Regions from separate parts of the Mus musculus genome. Here region 1 is linked to region 2. The links are chromatin contacts, called in public promoter capture Hi-C maps. All regions are on one chromosome and are shown on one strand. Each heading gives the region's core, a stretch centred on a gene start, on an enhancer-like site or on the middle of the called end of the contact. The rest is flanking DNA. Distances are from core to core; before and after follow the strand shown. Region 1 holds the start of Myocd (myocardin). Region 2 holds the start of Pmp22 (peripheral myelin protein 22).

Region 1 (3,703 bases), core at 234-2,733, 2.1 Mb before region 2:
CAAGGAACATGGGTGGCCTCTAGTAGTTGGAAAGGGAAAGGAAATGGAGTCTCTTCATGAGCTTCCAGAAGGGAACACAGTTCTGCCAACACCTTGATTTTTTTTTTTTAACTCAGTGAGACCAGTTTCTGACTCCCAGCCTTCAAACCTGCAAGGTAATGAATCGGGATTGATGTAAGCCATTAAAGCGGCTGTGATCTGTTCCCACAGGAACAGCCCAGTTCAGCACTGCTTGTGGAATGCACAACCACTGCCAGGCTACCACAGGAGGCAGCCTGTTGTAGGCTCGTACTGCCCAACCCTATTCACAAGAGGAAGTTGAGTAGCAGGGCTCCACCTCCTCTCTGATTTAGTGAGGAGGAGCATTACCTATCTCAGAAAACGAATTCCAAGATTCAAGTGCATTGGTGCAACCCAGAGAATGGGAAAAAGGAAGGTCTGGGCACCCTAGGGTGTCTTCAGCAACAGTTGATAGAGGCAGAAGACCCCGGATCAGGGCAGAGATTAGTCCCTAACAGATATTGTTACATTAGGCCTCCACCTGTCATTGTCATTCTCTTCAAGAATTCACAGCTTTGAGACAAAAGGGGAGATGTAAAGAATTGTATCTGGGAGCTCACGTGCATATAAAGTTGCAAATAGTGGCAAATTGTGTGTTGTATGTATGCAGTTCAATGTTTTTTTTCCAACTATCTAAATCTTTGTCTTAGAACATGTGTTGTACTTAATGATGCACGTGGGACCCTGTCACCCCAGGCACCCCAGAGACGCGCATCCTCAGCGCCTCTTTGGGTCCCTTTCCCACTATGAAAGGGACGTGAAAAACCTCTGCACTTTTCCGATCTGGCTTGCCCAGGCCACCGAATCCTACCCTGTTGAGTGCTCAATAGTACGCTCAACTTTTGCACCAATCGCACTCTGGGCTCAGTCCCCAGACACAAACTTTTTGTGAATCCAAAGAGAACATCCAACCACAGGGAAAGACTTTCTGCCACTTCTTCAGCCGCTCAGTAGCTGCTCCAGGCATCGGTCTCCTGAAGCACCACCGCTCGGATACAGAGGGGAAGCGGGTGCTCCCGGGAGTTGCAAGCCAACCCAGCTTCTTGGCCCAGGCTCCAGCGCGTTCTGGAGATGTACCTTCCAGAGCCCTGCAGTAAGCTGGGGACACCAGGGACATGCACACCTAGGACAAGCAGATACACTCCTACCGTCGCCAGGCGCCACCTGCACGCCGGGCGCCGCCTGCAGCCTTCGGGCATCCGATTTAGGGGTGCCAGTGCAGAGACTCCCGCCTGGGCAAGCAGCCTTGGCGCACTATTCTGCAAAGAGTTAAGAGCCGGCTGTTAAGACTCCTGGGGCCGCGTCTGGTCCCCAGGCCCCGCTCACCGCTCCTGATTGGCTGATCTCCTGTCAGTAGTAAAGAGGATCAGATAGCAAACTTGGGACCTTCATAAAGGCGTGGTGGCGGTACTCCGCGACCGCTGGCAGCCTATGACATCAGCCAGGAACGCCTAGGATGCGGCTGTTCCCGGCCACCCTCAGAGGAGGAGGGTCCTGCCTGCTGGGAGTTAATTAGCCTCGCGAGCGGCGAGGGGGGAGGCGCCAGTTTTCTGGGGACACTGGCGGCCACTGTGCGTCCTCCTACCCAAGGGAGCTCCCCAAGAGTTGGATGAATTCTGGGTTGTTAGCTGCTGTCCTCTGGGCTCCCGGGAGCCAGTTTCTGGTGGAAAGCGGGGCGCCTGGCCAACGACCAGCGGCTTGCTGAGACTCACCATGACACTCCTGGGGTCTGAACACTCTTTGCTGATTAGAAGGAAGTTCCGATCAGGTAGAGTAAGGCGTTCAGCACTCCTTAAACTTTTCATCTCTACCACTCAACTGCTTTACAATGAATGCTTCGGGCCTGAGGTGGCGGCCTTCCCTCTGTTTCCCCAAAATGAACACTGTGTTTGACTGAATGCCTTCAAATGTCTTCCCTTTGACCTGTGTTAAGTTTGAGTTTTGTTTACGAATAATCCAATGTTTTACTTTATTTTACTATATTTTCCTTTATCGGTAAATAGACATTTTTAAGGGGACGACCCAAAAGGAACTGTGTTGAAATGGGCAACTCCAGGATCTGAAGTTATAGAGTGGGCGCGTTATCAGTTACAACCGCTGAGACAATGTGCCTAGGACTGTGAGACGTCTAGGGGTCACTTAACATGTAGCTAATCCAAACAAATGTATTTCCCAAAAAAGTCACTTGGAGGAAGTAAAAATAGCGAATTTGGAGCACACCAAGAATTTTTAAATGACATCACCATGGGGGAAAAAAACCAGCGCCACAAATATTTTTTCCCAAACCATCTGATATTTATAAATGGACAATTTTCCCTAAAATTGTTGTGTTAGTGGCACACAGAGAAACTTCTGGAGGGACACTCAGGAGAGGTGAGTATAAGGAAAGGGTACGTGGGGGCCTACAGAAGACGCAGGATTGTGTTCCCTCGTTCGCATCCTGGAAGGGCTACCTAGCTTTGCCCATTCTTGCTTTTATAACAGTGGTAACAGGGCCATTCAATGATGGCAGGGCACCTTCTAAGAACGAACATTTTGGTGGATAGCTCTGGTGTGAGCCTTCCATGTAACAGGTGCTGGCTGATGCTGGTGCCACTCACTCTGTCAATTCCCTTGGTCCTTCTGAAGGAGCTACTCAACTGTTTGTCTTGAAATGAGTGGCTCAGAAATTGTGCACAGTGGGTGATGGGCCATAAGGAGCCTCTGTAACCACCTCAGTTGTTCCTGATCCTTAGGTGTGGATGGGACACTCTGGGGATTTCTTGAAGGATTGTTTAGTGAGGCAAGTTGAAAACTTAAGAGCTGAAGTGGCCAGGAGCCACAGTGCCTCTGGAGGCCTGGGGTGTGTCTCCTAACCACTAGCCACCGGGGTCAGCCATGCACGTTTGTCCTTTCCATGTTGAGGTGAGGTGGTTAGTTTGTTCATCAGAGACCTCACATGCTTGGTAATTTGCTCAAAACCACAAGGCAATACTGCCACCTTTCTGAGGGAGCAAGGATGTCATTTTTGTTTTTGCATAAAGCTGAGTTTATTTCAACTGCTCCCGTGCAGTTTAATGGGGTAGACGGAGGGACAGGGAGAGGCTGCTGGATCATTTCTAAAAGGATTTGGTGATGTTCTTGATAGTGGGCTTGCAAAACAGACTTATCAAGGAATTCCTCAGCTGAAATATGGTGGAGAGGGAAAACTGTTTGCACTATTTTAACCCCTAACTCAGTGGATTGTGCAGGCCTGAGGTCTCTACCTGGACCCTGCGAATCTTTATCCTGGAGCTTTGAAGAAGTCCAACCCCACTTTTTTTTTTTTTAAGACAGGGTTTCTCTGTGTAGCCCTGGCTGTCCTAGAACTCACTCTGTAGACCAGGCTGACCTCAAAATCCACCTGCCTCTGCTTTCCAAGTGCTGGGATTAAAGGCATGTGCCACCACTGCCTGGCACCAATCCCACGTTTTTCAGGCATTTTTGTCATAAGGAAGGTAGTTTGTCGAAGCATAATACAGAAGTAGGAAGCTTAATTTAAGCTTTGATTTAAAAGTTGAGGGGACTGGAATCGATGACAGACAAAGCCAGTTGCGCATCTTAGGTGTTGTGCTTGATAATCTTACACAAGAGAAAGAAAAACATTATTGTAAGATTGTAAATC
Region 2 (4,047 bases), core at 491-2,990:
GAACAGGATCCCCAACAAGAGTAGGAGCATGGTGGCTGGGAGTTGGGCTCGGGATCAGAGGAGCGGTGCCTGCTGAGAGAGGAAGGCGGGTGTGAGGCCGCTGGCCCTGGCCCGGGGGCCCAGCTGGCCGGGAGGGGGCGGCCGCCGCCATCCCTATCCCCGCCCAGTGCCCGCCCGCAATCGAACATCTTTTGCCTTTGGAACAAAACAAGCAAGTGGTGCGCACGTCCCGATCACCCCGGGAGGCGCGCGGAGGAGAGGAGTTTCCTGAACGATGAGCCGAGGCCACAGCAAGCCTCCGCCCAGCCTGGGCGCCTTTCAGGGCCCTTGGGACTTGGGAGGCTACCGAGGCCACGTCCCTGACCCAGTCACAGGGTGGATTCCCCCCGAGACTGGAGGCTCAGCGGGCGGCGCCAGGCTCACAGCCAGAGGCCTGGGGTCGCCCGCCACCCGAGGCTGGTTTCCCAGACCCCAGCGCGCCCCGCGTTCCGTTACTTGCCTCCAAGTTTCCACCCGTTTTTGCCAGCGGAGAGCAGCCGCCCCGCCCCCGGCTCGGCCTAGATGCTGGCGGCTGGGGGAGCGGGAGAGCAGGCGGGCTGGAGGATTGCCCGGCTCCGGAGCTTCCCGCGCGCAGGGTTCCGCGCCTTCCCTGCGCCCCGGGGGGTGAAGAGCCTTCAGCCCCGCCAGCTCCACAGGCACCCCCTGGACGGCCCCAAGGAGAGCTAGGCTGAGCCCGCCGCACTTGCGGACCCCTGTCCAAAGCCCCATCCCGAATAGATGCGCCAGGGGCCCTATCCCTTGGTTGCTGCTGACTGGAGGGAAGGAGACAGTGCGTAAAGAGGCTGATTGAGTCTGAGAATTCTCGCAAGTCAGAGCAGGCAAGACGTGTTTCCAAGGTCCGAAGATACTATCTCCTACCCTACCTCCCCCTCCACTTCAGACTTTAGGGAGCTAAAACTTGGGTGACCTGATAGTGAATGTGTACAGCCGTGAAAATCTGGCTGCAGCTGAGTGAACCAGTTAAGGATAGAACCTTAGACCAAGGAGACTTCTAAATTAGTTTTGACAAGTATTCTATCCCAGACACGTCCATTTTCCTCCCAAGGAACACATCAAAGACAAAAAGCCAGGAATGCACTGAAGATATAAGCAAGATTTTCCCCATGATTTCCAGAAAATTCAAATTTCATTGGATGGCTTCAAGTAGCAGAGACCAAGAACACCATAGGGCCTGCGGCTAGAACCCGAAGGACCAGAGACTCGTGTATTTTAACAGTACATCCTCTGGAAAGAATCACAAGGCCGCCCCAGCAACCCTCTATCCAGACACCGCCACCACCCTGGTCTGGACGATGCAGAGGCAGTCCTAGGTGTGTCCCTCCGGTAGGCTAGGATGTAGGAAGGGGTCTCCACGTTCTTGTCACAAGGCGGCCCTATGGAGGGTCAGAGCCCCGTCCCCGCTTTAGGCATAGCATTTCCAGATGATGCCCAGCTTTATGCCCCCCACCACCACCACCTTCTTCACTTTCCCTACCAACTTACTTTCAGTTCAAAGGGACAGCTATCTCAGAGCAGATTAGCCTCAGGCACAAACTCCGGTGCGTCCACTGGGTTGCTGGCGTCCCCAAAGACAGCTGTGCTGCGGGTCAGCGCGCGCGCAAAGCAAGGGGGCAGTGGGAGGCTCCCGGTGTTCCCCTTTAACGGGAACTACGCCCTATTTGCGTCGCTGCAGAAGGGTGTGTCCCAGGGTCAGCGTGTGCGGGAGGGCGGGCCTCCCTGAGGAGAGGGGGCAGGCGGGCGGGCGGGGCGCCGACTGCCAGACAGTTACTTGGACTTAAAGACACCCCCGGAAAAACCAGATCTCTGCAAAACCTCGACTTTTACTTAAAGCTGGAGGACCCTGGGCTTCTCGTCTCTCACCTTCCCTAGATCTGTGGTACTCGGGCCCTGTTGACCAATACATTGCACCTTCGCCCCTGTCCCCTCAGCGCACATGGATAAAGATTGCTAGATTTCGTACCCACCTCCCTGCCTCACTCCCCAAGTGCGCAGTGCTGGGTTCTCGGGAACACTGAAGTGAACTGTGCCCATTCGGGGACTGTGTAGCTGGATCACCTCTCCTACTAGCAGCCAGGACCTCAGGTCTTGGCGCACCTGACCTGCGCTGGGGTCTTAACTGGGCTAGTCTTTAAAACACCCATCCTCGCTATCCCTGTTTGTACCTAGAAAGTATGCTGGTTTACTGGGATTCGGGGTACATATCTAGAGGGCTAGGCTGGGACCCCAATCCAAGAGAGAAGGGAGGGGAGGAAAATCCAAGCTTGACGGACGGATGGACGGACAGACGGACAGAGGGGTGGGGCTCTAGGATCCGGCTCCTCCTAAGCTTGGCAAAACCAGATTTTACAACTGCATATAAGCTCCAGGCGAAGTTTGCCTGAGGCAAGCTGGCCTGGCTCCCAGCCTTGGCTGGAGTCCTGGCCATGGGGGTAGGGGTGAGAGAAGTGGCCATCTGAGGTGCAGGAAGAGCAGCCAGAGAAACTAGCTGATTCATAGGCACTTGAGTGTGGCCGCCCAGAGTTAAGAAGGGAGAGGCTAGCCAGCTCTTCTTGGAGATGTGCCCAACTAACCATCAGGTCACCTGTATTGGCTGACTGAGCAAGGAGCCCGTGTGTTAAAGTCTCTACCTGCATATCCACACCCTCCCTACCTGTTAAGAGCAGTGAGTCATAAAGCCCTGGGAGACTCAGATAGTTCCATATTATTTTGTTTTTTGACAGTAGCCGCTACTTGAGCTAATTGTATATGCTTGCTCATTACATAAAAAAATAAACTTGAAGCATTCTTCAGACAATGATCTTTTAAAATTTCTCATCGGATTAAAAATAAAGAGTATGTGTGACATTTTTATTCAGTTCCCTGCCAATGCCAGGTGTCGTACCTGTGCTTGGCACACAGGAGGCTGAGAGGAGATGCATGGCAGAGGTTGAAGCCAGAGCTCTGCACTCGGTCCACACCTAATCAACTAGTGCTCCTGTCGTGAGCATTCATTGAGCATTCAATGTTTTCCTCTGGGAAGAACGGCCGCTGCCTACACCGAAGGGCGTGGTGATCCTAATGACAGGCTCAGAGCCATTAGCTCTGTGTCTGGAACAAAACACAGGTCCAGTCCTCTAACACGCCCCTATTCTGAGCACACTACACTTAACAATCACAGCCCTTCAAGGGGCTGGCCTGTCCACCTCGGTACTAAAACAGATTAGAGAATGCCCAGAGTTATACGGCTGCACGAGAAGGCATGCGGCTGGGGAGTGACTGCGGCAATGGAAGTAAATCTTCAGTTTCCTGGGTCATTTCTAAAGGTTAGATGTGTCCTAGAAGTCATTGCTGGGCTCTTACTTAAAAGCCAAGCATTCTCGGTGGTATCACATTTAATTCTGGATTCTCTTCCTGTTCTGTTTCTTAAGTAAACTTCTAAAAAGGAAGTCCAATATACATCTAGAAAAGAGCACATTGTGGCTGCATCCACAGCCGGCTCCTCCCCTTTTTTTGAAGTCGGTATCTCGGTCAACAGTCCCTTAGGTCATAGCCACACCACAAGCTGCCAGAAAGGTGACCCCTTCTGTCCCTGCTGCCTCTTGCTTCCTGGCCAGCTCCCAATGCTTGCGAGGAAACGCTCCTGAGGAAATGCTGAGCAAGCTTGGCCACACCCAGAGCCAGCCGGCCACAGGTGGAAGTGGCCATGTAGCAGCCCCGCTGGCCAGCTGGGTGAACACTGCAGCCTCGCCCTAGGTAGAACCATCTAGGCGCCTCTCTCCCTTCTAATCAGGATGCATTCAGATTCTAGAAACTCTCGGACCACTTGCTTGCCTCCCCAGCCAAATACACACCCAGGTTTAAAGCAAGAATTTGAGAACCCCAAGGTTCAGTAATCTATGTTCCGTCTTCATTGCAGTCGCTTCCATTTGCAGGTTGCAATGGACAAAAACTGAGCCACTCTATAAAGCACACCCTACCCAGAGATACCATTTGCCAATCAAACTCACC

Evidence for each region. Promoter capture Hi-C pulls out the DNA fragments that hold promoters and counts their contacts.
Region 1: a promoter capture Hi-C map of hippocampal neurons shows a contact between it and region 2, with 6 times the contacts expected there. The contact joins the promoter of Myocd here to the promoter of Pmp22 in region 2. A contact is called at or near these places in 1 of 39 promoter capture datasets (hippocampal neurons) and 1 of 115 datasets of contacts at active chromatin or transcription factors (astrocytes).

Annotation. Positions count from the first base shown.
Region 1 is chr11:65,267,769-65,271,471 of GRCm38.p6, reverse strand. It overlaps Myocd (myocardin), which reads left to right and starts at 1,483. Exons shown (of 13, transcript NM_146386.3): 1 at 1,483-1,828. The coding sequence starts at 1,774. It overlaps Gm30586 (a long non-coding RNA gene), which reads right to left and starts at 1,547. Exons shown (of 3, transcript XR_001780238.2): 1 at 1,209-1,547.
Region 2 is chr11:63,129,150-63,133,196 of GRCm38.p6, reverse strand. It overlaps Pmp22 (peripheral myelin protein 22), which reads right to left and starts at 1,740. Exons shown (of 5, transcript NM_008885.3): 1 at 1,543-1,740; 2 at 1-72. The coding sequence starts at 30.